Linked DNA regions of Zea mays: region 1 is linked to region 2. A link is a contact called in public Hi-C data. All regions are on one chromosome and are shown on one strand. Each heading gives the region's core, a stretch centred on a gene start, on an enhancer-like site or on the middle of the called end of the contact. The rest is flanking DNA. Distances are from core to core; before and after follow the strand shown. Region 1 holds the start of LOC100191887 (chlorophyllase-2). Region 2 holds the start of LOC100280736 (heat shock factor protein HSF30).

Evidence for each region. Hi-C and Micro-C count contacts between places; a contact is called where the count stands out from the background.
Region 1: a contact with region 2 is called in a Hi-C map of ear, with 1.9 times the contacts expected there. The contact joins the promoter of LOC100191887 here to the promoter of LOC100280736 in region 2. A contact is called at or near these places in 2 of 25 Hi-C or Micro-C datasets (ear and leaf).

The regions. Positions count from the first base shown.
Region 1 is chr1:245,463,184-245,469,362 of Zm-B73-REFERENCE-NAM-5.0, reverse strand. It overlaps LOC100191887 (chlorophyllase-2), which reads right to left and starts at 4,425. Exons shown (of 2, transcript NM_001137311.1): 1 at 4,083-4,425; 2 at 3,100-3,992. The coding sequence starts at 4,421. The coding sequence ends at 3,291.
Region 2 is chr1:245,256,344-245,262,258 of Zm-B73-REFERENCE-NAM-5.0, reverse strand. LOC100280736 (heat shock factor protein HSF30) reads left to right here and starts at 4,290. Exons shown (of 5, transcript NM_001153656.2): 1 at 4,290-4,838. The coding sequence starts at 4,527.

The DNA of each region.
Region 1 (6,179 bases), core at 3,176-5,675, 210 kb before region 2:
ACTTGTCCTACACTAGCTTCTTTTTATCAACTTTAGTTTCACTTGTTATCTACGATGAGGATCGAAGATCCAGTCTTCATATCCGAAGAGTACGACGATCTGAATCGATTAATACCCAGCTGGGGATCTCCAACCACATGACATATGTAGCACTTAACCCTTGCATATGTTAACTCGCACCCGGTTTTCTCTATACCAGAACGGGTCCCCGCCAATCGAGAGCTCAGTACCCCACCATCCAGCCTCTTGCTAGGTGGATACACAACACTCTTGCCATCTCTCCACTCCCATTGCGGGTCGGCCTTTCTGGTATTGGTCCAGCCGAGGCTAAGCTTACCCATGATGAGGCATGTGGCTAGTTAAAGGGTCTTAGATCAGTAGGCCAACAATCGTTGCAGTCCTTAAACGACATAGACAGGCGACCTATCCTGCTCAAAGTCTGGTCTGATCTTATTATTTACCTCCCAAAACTATGTACCTGACAGAGGTACAATACTTGAACAATGAATTCATCATCGCGAGTGATGCCTTCATTATTGCAAATTCCTTTTCATAAAACCCATATCCAGTGTTACACATCATTCTTTTTAAAATAAACAACTTTTAGTTTTATCTAAGTAGGGCTAAGCCTCATTAGTTCTCTTTATAAAACAGGTAGCAAGGAAGATAATCAAATTCCAAGAAATGGTGATGCATCAATTGTTTATTCACACAACTCCTATCACCTATTGTATCATATAAGTGATAAAATTTTTAAAAACATAAGAAGGTGGCAAATGCACCGAGGCTTGCCTGGGATAAACACTACGTTAGTGTTGTTAAATGACGACCACTTGGTGAGCATCTCCCATACAGGTACTTGATCAGATCATCCACTCCTCTTGTTTATTCATCAATATCACTTTGAGATTAATCCATCCTTTGTCCTCTATATTACGTGATCAATTATCGTACCTATATGATATGCATAATGCATATGAGTGAACATAAGGATGAATAGCACAAGGCTAAACAATGACACACAGTAATAAATTAAACACCTAATTTAATGACATTAAAACATTCACAACTAAACACTAGATATCGATATATCACTAAACACAACAACCACACTTCAACTTACTCGGGCTAAATCAAACATTATAAAACAATAAGTTTATACACACGTTCTATGATCTTCCTAACCAAAGTTTAACACCAAATACTAGGACTGACCATTACCAAACACCTAAGATTTGAAACATAGATAGAAACGCACCAACTACCTTCTCGACCACTTGTTCAAATTTTGCATAACATGCCAGCTACATGATCATTACAGTGTTTTATGGTCTAGCAGGTGGAGTATTATTCATGATTATAGATTTTTTTACAAGACCACAACTTAAACTTTAAAGGCTTAAAACTCTAATGAACAATGGCCACCAAGTAGGGTTTTTTAGATTTTTAACTGAAGCCGACCAAACAATGTTGTTCATCTCTAAATGATTTGGACCATGATAAACAGGATAACAATAAGCATTTATTCACGACTATTAGTCTAAACGATCAATTTCCAACTCCGACATTTATCGATCAACAAACATGGATTTTAGTAATCACTATCACAAGACATCGATTCCATCATACAAACATATTTACACAATTATTAAGGACAACATTATCGGTTAGACGAGTGAAATACCAAACCCATTATTCGCATTACTAACTCAAGCACACTTCGCATAAGTCTAAAGACACCCAACTAGATAGGACAACACACTCCTTGGTTTGGAAGGTAGAGTACCGTCACACATTACATAATTCTATTAACTACACTTTTAGAAGCAAAAGAACTAAAGTGCATAAATGCTAAACTCAAGTGGGCTAAGAAGACAATATTAGTAGCATAAACATCTTTTTGTGCTCATCACAAGCAAAGGCACATGGCATTGAAGAGGTTGATTCTTCTTGACCCATCTTATGTGACATTTCGAATGCCACAATCTTTCAGATCAAAAGCGCGAGGGTCATTTGGCTCGAATCCTCCAAGTTATGAAGAATGATGATGATGCTCCTATTTTTTTGTTGAGGTAGCAAGGAGATGATCTTTCTCACAATGTCCTCATCATTTAGGTTATTAATGTCAATACAATTAAGCCCTTCAATAGTAAGATCTAAACGGGAATACATGTCTCTAACAAGCTCATTATTTTTCATTGCAAAAGAATTATACTCATTTAAAGCTAGATAATGTTTTTGCTCACGGATATTGAATGTGTCGTCATAGAGCTCATGCAACTTTAGCCAAATCTTATTAGCTGTTTTCAAAGTAAAGATTTGATTGACAATTTTTAAGCTAATAGATTCATACAAGAATTTTTGGCTCTAGAATTCAAACAATTTTTTTTCTCGTCACTCTCAATGAGCTTCTCAGGATTAGAGCTTTGCCCTTGGTGTTTGCTTAGTGCGTTACTTCTCAATTAGGGCTAGTTTGAAAACTCAAATCCCTTTAGAATGGATTTGACTTTCTAAACTAGCCCGATGTTTCTTCCTTTCTAGATCTTCGTTGTTTTCTTTCTCGACAGCAACATCATATTATGGTTGTTTGCAACTCTATTTTCTCTTGGAGCGTGTTTGGAAGAAGGGGATTAAGAGTGCTAAAATCTCTTTCTTTCAATTTTGAATAGTGAGAGATTTTAGCTCAAGGGCTGGTGTGGTGACAAAAGAATTAGAGAGGATTCATGGGAGAGGAAACTTTATGCTAGAGATTCCTCGCTATAGATAGGAGTGACGATGGGCTCCAAATTTTGGACTATGAAATTTAAGGATCAGATTAGATTAGAATCGAGCTCTATTTTTATTTATTTTTAAACTAAAAATAATTTAAAGCCCTAATAAATTACCACCCCTAACCATAGATTACCTCTAATTTCCTTTTTCGCAAACCAGCCCTTAAATGCCTTTCCTCCCAAACAAGCTATTATAATGAAAAGATGACACGGTCGTCCGATCCGAGAGACGATAAAGCAAGTATTGTCGTAGCATGCATGTCTATTCCATCTATTTTTTTTTATTTATCATCGCATCAAGGTAATGTCCATTTCATACTCAGTTCATCCTATAGAATAGGTACTTTTTTATTTTTTTATTTGATTTGCCAAGAGAGAGGAAATTAGCTAGTTTCGAAACTCACTGCCAATCTGCCATGTGCCATCTCTAGACTCTAGTTAATTTCATCTGCAATTTCAACGTCGTCACCAACCTGCCTGAGTGGCTAGTGCCTGCAGATATCACATATTCTCTAGCAGCTAAGCTATCGCTTTCTCATCTCCAAACTCCACCACGGACAGCGCGACGGGGGCCTGGTCCGGCCGCGCCGTGATGCTGTCCATCGCCGCGGCGTCCCCAGCCACCCATTTCTTGAGGAACGCGACGGTGGCGCCGGCCACGAAGCGGCGCATGGGCGCCCTGGCCCCGCCGCTCCTGCAGATGGTGCGCGTGAGCATCCCCCTGGCGCCCGGCGTGTCGTCGTCCATCATGTCCGTGTGCCCGTAGTCCCTGACCACCAGGTGGCACGCTGGCGCCGCGCCGTCCAGCTCGTCGTAGAAGGCCGCGTGACTGACGCCCCGGGGCGCGCACGGCGGGAGCAGTGAGCCGCGGGGCAGCTCGCCGAGCCCCGTGCCGATGACCATGGCGGGGGCACCCACGTGCAGCGAGCCGTGCCTGCCCGTGAGGATCGGCGGCGGTGTCTGCTTGCCCACGCCCATGCCGTCCACCGGGTCCACGGCGACGACGGCGGCGAGAGGGACAGCGAGCTTGGCCTTGGCGTGGCCCAACGCCAGCGCGAACGCCACCTTCCCGCCGCGACTGTGGCCGGAGATGGACACCTTGGTTAGGTTCGCGCGGACGCCGAGTGGCAGAGTTGACGGCAGCCCGGTGGCTAGCCAGTCGATGACGGCCGCCGCTGAGTTGATCTCCTCGGTGGTGTCGGCCCCAGATATGGTGTACAGCTGCATGCGCGATCGACGAGCAGATGTGAACTAAAGCTAACTTTGGTGAATCTGAAGTCCGAACTACTGCTTACATACACTAATACCTACCTGAGGTCCGACGACGATAAAGCCATGGGAGGCGACGTGCTCGAACAGCTGGGAGTAGAAGGAGTTGACGGCGAGGTAGCCGTGTAGGAACAGGATCACCGGGTACTCCCCAGTCTCGCGCGGCGCGGCGACGAGCAGCGGCTTCGGCGGCAGGCTGGCCGCGCTGGACGGGGACGACCGCACGGCGCACCTCGGCGGCGCCCTTGCTTCGTCGAGGCGGGTGAGGCTGACGCTATGGCCCCCCTGATCGAACACGCCTCCGCCCTGCTCGGACCCCATCCACCGTTGGACCAGCAGGTAGTAGGACAAGAACACTCGCACCGCGGACGCGAGGTTCATGTCGATCGGATTGATGAGTAGTTGTGGACGAAAGGCAGTAATAATTGGTGATGACTGGGAATCGTGGCCGATTGACGACCGACCATGCCTGCGTCCAGGGAGCTCGTTCCTTATCTGGAGGGCTGGGTGAGGACGCTGCACGTAATCCTCCGCTCCGACACAATTCGAATTTGAATTTTTAAAATATGAAGAAAGACTTTTAATATCTACGTGCATATATATAATTCAATGGAATCAGTAAAACCCGTCGAATATGGATTATCTACATTTTATTTGGATTATTCAATGTTCAGAACAGGATAGCCCGATAATTTTATTTCTAGACATACATAAAACATCTAGACAAATTTAGGATTTAGAAAAAAGTTTGTTAGTTGAGGTCTTGAGGACACAATATTCACTGTCGGAACAGAGCTCTTTGTCGAGTGTCTGCACCTCGATAACACTCGGTAAAGAGAGCTTGGTGCACAGTTTATCAACAACAACTTCTTTGGTGATTACTTTTGTTGAACACTCGGCAAAAAAAGTTGATGTGACGTTCCCAAGCGACGGTGACGGAGCCTTTGCCGAGTGTCAGGCCTGCAAGCACTCGGCAAAGGAAGCTCCAGTGGGCCCTCACGCCAGTTTATTTGCCGTGTGTAACACTCAACAAAGTGCTCAGAGATCTACCTTTTTATTTGTTTTTGTTATTCCATCGAAACAAACAAAAAATATATATCATTGACATCACAAAGTACTTTTTGGATTGCAGTTGTACGAAGATCAAGAATGAAACCTCAAAAGGTTTTTATTCAACAATAAAGATGTCTTTGCCTCGTCAGCCAATGATTTATGTGGAGTCAACAAAAGTATCATTGAACACTCTCTTAATGTAGATCCTAGCATCAGACCAAGAAAGCAGAAGCTTCGGAAAATATCATAAGACAAAGTCGAAGGTGCAAGAACAGAAGTTAAAAGACTCATTAGTGTCGGAGTAATCAGGAAAGTCACTTACGCAGAATGGCTTGCCAACACTGTGATGGTGAAAAAAGCAGATGGGAAATGGAGAATGTGCATTGACTTTATAGATCTCAATAAGGCATGTCCAAATGATGAATTCTCCTTGCCAAAGATAGACTCCCTCATAGATGCAACTTCTACTTCATAACTTATGAGTCTACTAGATTGCTATTCAGGATACCACCAAATCTAGATGAAGAAGGAAGATGAACCCAAAACAAGCTTCATTACCCCAAGTGGTACCTATTGTTATCTTTGGATGTCTTGGGGGCTAAAAAATGCTGGGGAAGCTTCAGTAGAATGATAGCAAAGGTACTGAGCACACAGATTGGCAGGAATGTCTTGACCTATGTTGATGATATTATAGTCATAAGTACAAAGCAAGATGATCACATTATTGATTTGCAAGAAACATTTGCCAACTTTAGGAAGGCAGGTCTTAAGTTAAACCTAGAAAAATGTATCTTCAAAGTGAACAAGGGGAAATTCCTTGGCTGCCTTGTATCCACCAAGGGGTTTGAGGCCAACCCAAGCAAGATAGAGGCAATACTTCGGATGGAACCGCTAAAATCCAAAAAGGGTGCCCAGAGGCTGGCATGCAGGCTCGCATCGCTAAATAGATTTATTTCAAAATCTGCAGAAAGAAACTTGCCATTTTTGAGGTATTGAAATCAGCCGAAGTGTTTCAATGGAGACCAGCTCAGAAAAAACCTACGAAGATCTGAACCATATCTTATCCAGTTGACAACTTTATCTCCA
Region 2 (5,915 bases), core at 3,041-5,540:
ACCCAGGGCTCGGACTTGGGCTCAGCCCTAGAAGACGACGAACTCCGCTTCGCCCGACCCCAGGACTCGAACTCCGCCCTGGCCTCAGCCAACGGCCTCCGCCTCGCCCGACCTAGGGGCTCGGACTCGACCTCGGTCACGGAAGACGGACTCGACCTCGACCTCGGAGGAGCCTCCACATCGCCCAACCTAGGGCGCGGGCCGGCCACGTCAACGGGAGGCGCCATCATTACCCTACTCCAAGCTGACTCAGGCTACGGGGAACAAGACCGGCGTCCCATCTGGCTCGCTCTGCCAGATAGGCAATGATGGCGCCCCGCACGCTCCCTGACGATGGCAGCTCTCGGCCCCCTTACGGAAGCAAGAGGACGTCAGCAAGGACTCGACAGCCCCGACAGCTGTCCCTCCGCTAGGCTCCAGCGCTCCTCCGACGGCCACGACATCACACAAACCGGGCGCCAAAATCTCTCCGGCCGCCACGATGGCGTGTACTTAGGGCGCTAGCTCTCCTCCGCTAGACACATAGCACTCTGCTACACCCCCCATTGTACACCTGGATCCTCTCCTTACGCCTATTAAAGGAAGGACCAGGGCCCTCTTAGAGAGGGTTGGCCGCGCGGGGACGAGGACGAGACAGGCGCTCGCGTGAGGCCGCTCGCTCCCTCTCCCGTGTGGACGCTTGTAACCCCCTACTGCAAGCGCACCTGACCTGGGCGCGGGACGAACACGAAGGCCGCGGGATTTCCACCTCTCTCACGCCCATCTCCGGCCACCTCACTTCCCCCCTTCGCGCTCGGCCTCGCGCCGACCCATCTGGGCTGGGGCACGCGACGACATTTCACTCGTTGGCTTAGGGACCCCCCGGTCTCGAAACGCCGACAAAAATAATTGAAGAGCTTGGGGAAGAGCCATTTGCAATTTTAGCGGATGAATCTAGTGACATATCACACAAAGAACAACTAGCTCTTTGCTTGCGTTATGTTGATGCATTAGGAAGGCCATGTGAGCACTTCATTGGAGTTGTTCATGTAGATGATACTAGCTCTTTATCACTTAAGGATGCAATTGAAGCTTTACTTGTTAGTCATGGCTTGACTTTGACACAAATTCGTGGACAAGGTTATGATGGGGCTAGCAACATGAGAGGTGATATTAAAGGATTGAAAACATTGATCATGCAAGAGTCACCTTCTGCTTATTATATCCATTATTTTGCACATCAACTCCAACTAGTTCTTGTTGTTGTTGCCAAGGGAAATAATGATTGTGTCTGGTTTTTTTATCAAGTAACTCTATTATTGAATATCGTTGGAGTTTCTTGTAAGCGTCACGGTATGCTTCGAGATGCTAGACTTGAGAATCTCATGAAATCACTTGAATGCAGTGAACTTGAAACTGGGAGAGGATTGAATCAAGAGATGGGGTTGCCTAGGCCTGGTGAGACTCGATGGGGCTCTTATTACAAAACTATATGCAACATAATTACTATGTATCCTATAATCCGAGATGTTCTCATGATTCTTGGAGAGGATACTACAATTAGAAGTGATTGGACAAGGATACATTCTATGCTTGGAGCATTTGAGTCATTTGACTTTGTTTTTGATGCACACTTAATGTTTGTTATTCTTGGATATACCAATGATTTATCAGCGTGTTTGCAAAGAAGGGAACAAGATATTATTAATGCAATTTCACTTGTTAATGTGGCAAAGAGAAGAATGCAACAGTTAAGGCTTGATGGTTGGGATCAATTCCTTCAAAGAATCACTTTATTTTGCAACAAACATGATATCCTAGTTCCTGCTATGGATGGAAATTATAAGCCTTATGGAAGATCATCACGATTTGTTCATAACCAAACCAATGATGACCACTTTAGAAGAGAAGTATATATTTGGGTCATTGATCAAATTAGCTTAGAGCTTGATAGACGGTTTAGTGAGGCTAATATGGAGCTGCTTTCTTGTATGTCAGCCTTAGATCCTTCCAACTCTTTTGCTTCTTTTGATGCACACAAGGTACGAAAGCTAGCTGATTTCTATCCTAATGACATGTCAAGCACTGACTTGTTAAAACTTGACTTGCAACTTGACAATTATATTGATGGCATAAGAGAAGATGATAGATTCAAAGACATAACTAATTTTGTGGACCTCTCGGTTAAGCTTGTTGAAACAAAGAGACATAAGGTGTTTGATATGGTTTATTTTCTTCTCAAATTGGTATTGTTGTTGCCGGTGGCGACAGCAAGTGTTGAAAGGACATTTTCTGCAATGAGTTTGGGGAAGCCTAAATTAAGAAACAAGATGTGTGATAGTCTTTTGGATGATTGTCTTGTTACATACATCGAGAGAGATATTTTCTTCGAAGTGAATGAAGAAGATATAATTGAAACTTTTATGGCGTTGAGGAAGCGCATGCCAGATAAGTAGTATTATTGCAATCTTTATGTTTAATGTATGCAATTTTCATGCTTATTTGTTGAGTGTCAAACTTTATATCTATATATCAAATTGTTTACCAAATTTACTATGAAATTATATGTACATTAGATAGAATTCTACATGAAAATTTTGTTGCGGCACACTCTATATAAAAATCCTAGGTCCGCACTGGCTACTGGTGGAGTAGTACAAATGGTTCATATGGTCTTGATGCTAAGCGTCAGAGAAACAATAAACTAGCTTTACTATGAGGGTATATGAGGCTGCCATTTATGAGATAAATTTATGGGCAAAATAATGAGTAATAAGATTGTCACGACGGAAGAAACTTAACTTGTTTAATTATTATTTAGTAGGTAATACCGCCTATGTAAAATAGTGTTATTATTTTATACTAATGGCGGTAAATAAATTTTATTTAGTGGTGAAATTTAGGATTCTATAATACCTTAGTCCAAAACTACTTCACATCACGTGAACTACAAATATTAACACTAGCATACACATTAGTTTAGAGGTTATGTTGATTATCAAACCCTAAAATCATTTAGTCATATATACCGAGGTCCATTTTTCTTACACCTCCGAACAGACTTCTTTGCTTCTGCTGGCAGGGCGAAGCCCGACCTTATTTTGGGGTCAGCTGACCCTGGTAATTTCTAAATATCTAATAGAAAAAACGGTGTTAAGAGCAACTCCAATAGTTATGTAAATTTTAGCTCTCTAAATCATAGATTTAAGAAGTTGCTAAATAACTTTGGGAGTAAAAAATGCGAGTTCTCCAATAGTTCTCTAAATATAGGTTGTAGTTTTGTTTTGTATCTATCCACATAAAAAATAAAGTCACAAATGTCATCAATTATCTTCATTATCTACATAATGCAGTAAACATTTTTGTTTAGAGAGTTGCTAAATGGTTGCCAAATGTAGAGAGTAAATAAGGTTAGATGAGAAGTTGTTAAATTTAGAAAGTTTATTTAGAGAACTGTTGGAGATGAGTTTTTGTGTTAACTACTTAAATTGTTGATTTAAGAAGTCTATAAGAAAACTACTGAAGTTGCTCTAATAACAAGAATTTTATAGTGAAGATCCAAAAGATAATACTGATGACCCTGATAAAATATTTGCTTAGCGAAGCTGGAGATGTATAAATATATGCACTGATCATCAGAAGGAAATACAGAGAACATAGTTTATTTGCGTCATTTTATCTAACAATAAGCTGAAGGAAGTGTTCGTTTGCCTACCAAATAAATACGAAAACAAAGAAAAGAAATAAAAATCGCAACAATTTGATGGACATAAGCCTACCTTTTATGTGATACTCCGGCCCCTGTTTGCGCCAAAAAAGAAAACTTCTATGTAACTATACAAAGCTTTAACTGCCGGCAAAACGATCTTTGCTACAATGATTCACACTTGGCTACTGAATCCACCGTGAACGCGTAAAGAAAGGACGACACGCGTCGCCACGATCACAAAGAAAAATATCTAGTGTACTGCCTCCTGAAGGAATCTTTGCCGATTTGGTACCCGAATGTGCTGTTATTAAAATAGAATAAACTTTCCTGACAATGGGCAGGGCCGATGCGTCGTGGGCCTCCGCTCTCGCCTAGTAGTCCACCACGCGGCCACTTGCACCGCCGTGAATCGTGATCGTGCTCTTCTCGCCCGCCCGGTCTTGTCTCTCCTCTCCAGAACCTTCCAACGGCAGAGTGCTCGCCGCGTGGTCTAGAACCTTCCACAAGCCTCGCGACGTGTCTCGACGCGCCGGTACGGCGGTGGGGGTATTTAGGGGTCCGGCCACCGGCCACCGCCCGCCCTTCTCCCGATTTCACCGACCATTTTTCCCCATTTCACAGCGGGCGAATATCTCTCATCTCCCCCATCCTCTTTCCTGCAACAACTCCTACCCACCCGACAGAAATATCCTAAGCGCTGACCCGAATACCCGATTCGCTCCTCGTCCGGTCGATTCCTGCTCCTAATCGCTCGAATCGAGTCCTTGCCCCGTGTTCCGTGCCACAATCTGGGCGCTTGGCTCCCGCGAGCCGGGGTTCTTGGGCCTGGGCGGAGGCCATGGACAAGCCGGTGGCGCCGGGCATTATCAAGGAGGAGCTCCTGGAGCAGCAGCCGCCGACGCAGGACGGTGTGGGTGGCGGCGGGGATGCGCCGCGCCCGATGGAGGGGCTGCACGAGGTGGGTCCCCCGCCTTTCCTCACCAAGACGTTCGACCTTGTGGAGGACCCGGCCACCGACGCCGTCCTCTCCTGGAGCCGCGCCGGCAACAGCTTCATCGTCTGGGACCCGCACGTCTTCGCCGACGGGCTGCTCCCGCGCCTCTTCAAGCACAGTAACTTCTCCAGCTTCGTGCGCCAGCTCAACACCTATGTGAGTCGGCAAAACCCAAACCCCCCTTCTTCCTTTCCTTTGAAATAATCCTTCTCTTGGTCAGGGCTTGCTAATGGTAATTTGCGTTTGGTTGCAATTGCAAGCTGCTTTATTCGGCGGAGAGCATCCGAATCCTCTGCAATATTACTTGTATATTAAACTAGTTTGCAATGTTAGGACAGGAAAATCTGTTGTGCACTTGTTCTTCACTAAAGTTTTAGGTGATGTAACACTGTTGTGAGGCATTGTTGTGATTTGGTGCATTTTTTATTGTTGATTTTAGGCAGCTGGTTCCCCAATGAGATCGAGGATGCCTGGCTAAGATATGAAGAGACATAGGGCTGGTTTGGTGACAAAGGAATTGAAGGGGATCTATAGGAAGAAAATCCCTTGCTTTACTTTGTCACCAAATCAGCCCTTTGCCTTGTTTGGATACTCTAGTATTCCCCCTAATTCACATGTGTTGAGATATATTGGGGTGTAAATTAGTTTAATTTATACTCTAATAAACCTCAACACACGTGGATTGCGGTGAATACTAGAGTATCCAAATAAGGCCTAAGGGGTATTAACCCCCTCCCCCCCAAAAAAAAGTCCTGGGAATCTATTTACTGATTTCACTTATATAGGTGTAGTGTTAGGAAACATTTTAGCGTCGGAAAACAAGATTTTGAAGCAATTAAGTGATTTTGTATTTTGTGCTCTTTGAGGTTGTGGAAAACAAGACTCGAAGTGGTTGAAGTGATTCTGACCAGACCTACTGCATTATGTTTTGAGCATATCTGGTCGTGTAGTGGGTTTATGGCAGTAGGGATTCAGTGCTATCGTTTTCACTCATTAGCGCATTTGATTGTAAACAAATACATCCTTGAAAGTGTTTATGATACATTCTCCGGTGAACCTCATCTTCAGGTGAGGCAAAGAGAGGGGAGATTAACTCTCCCAGCAAATTTATAATCCTGACATGGTTTCTTGAACTTTTTTATTGTAGCTAGATGGAACAAGATACTGGATGAAGTACCAAGAATCAGATTGTTTTGTTCTAGAAGACTCTACTGACCACCTTCACATGCTATA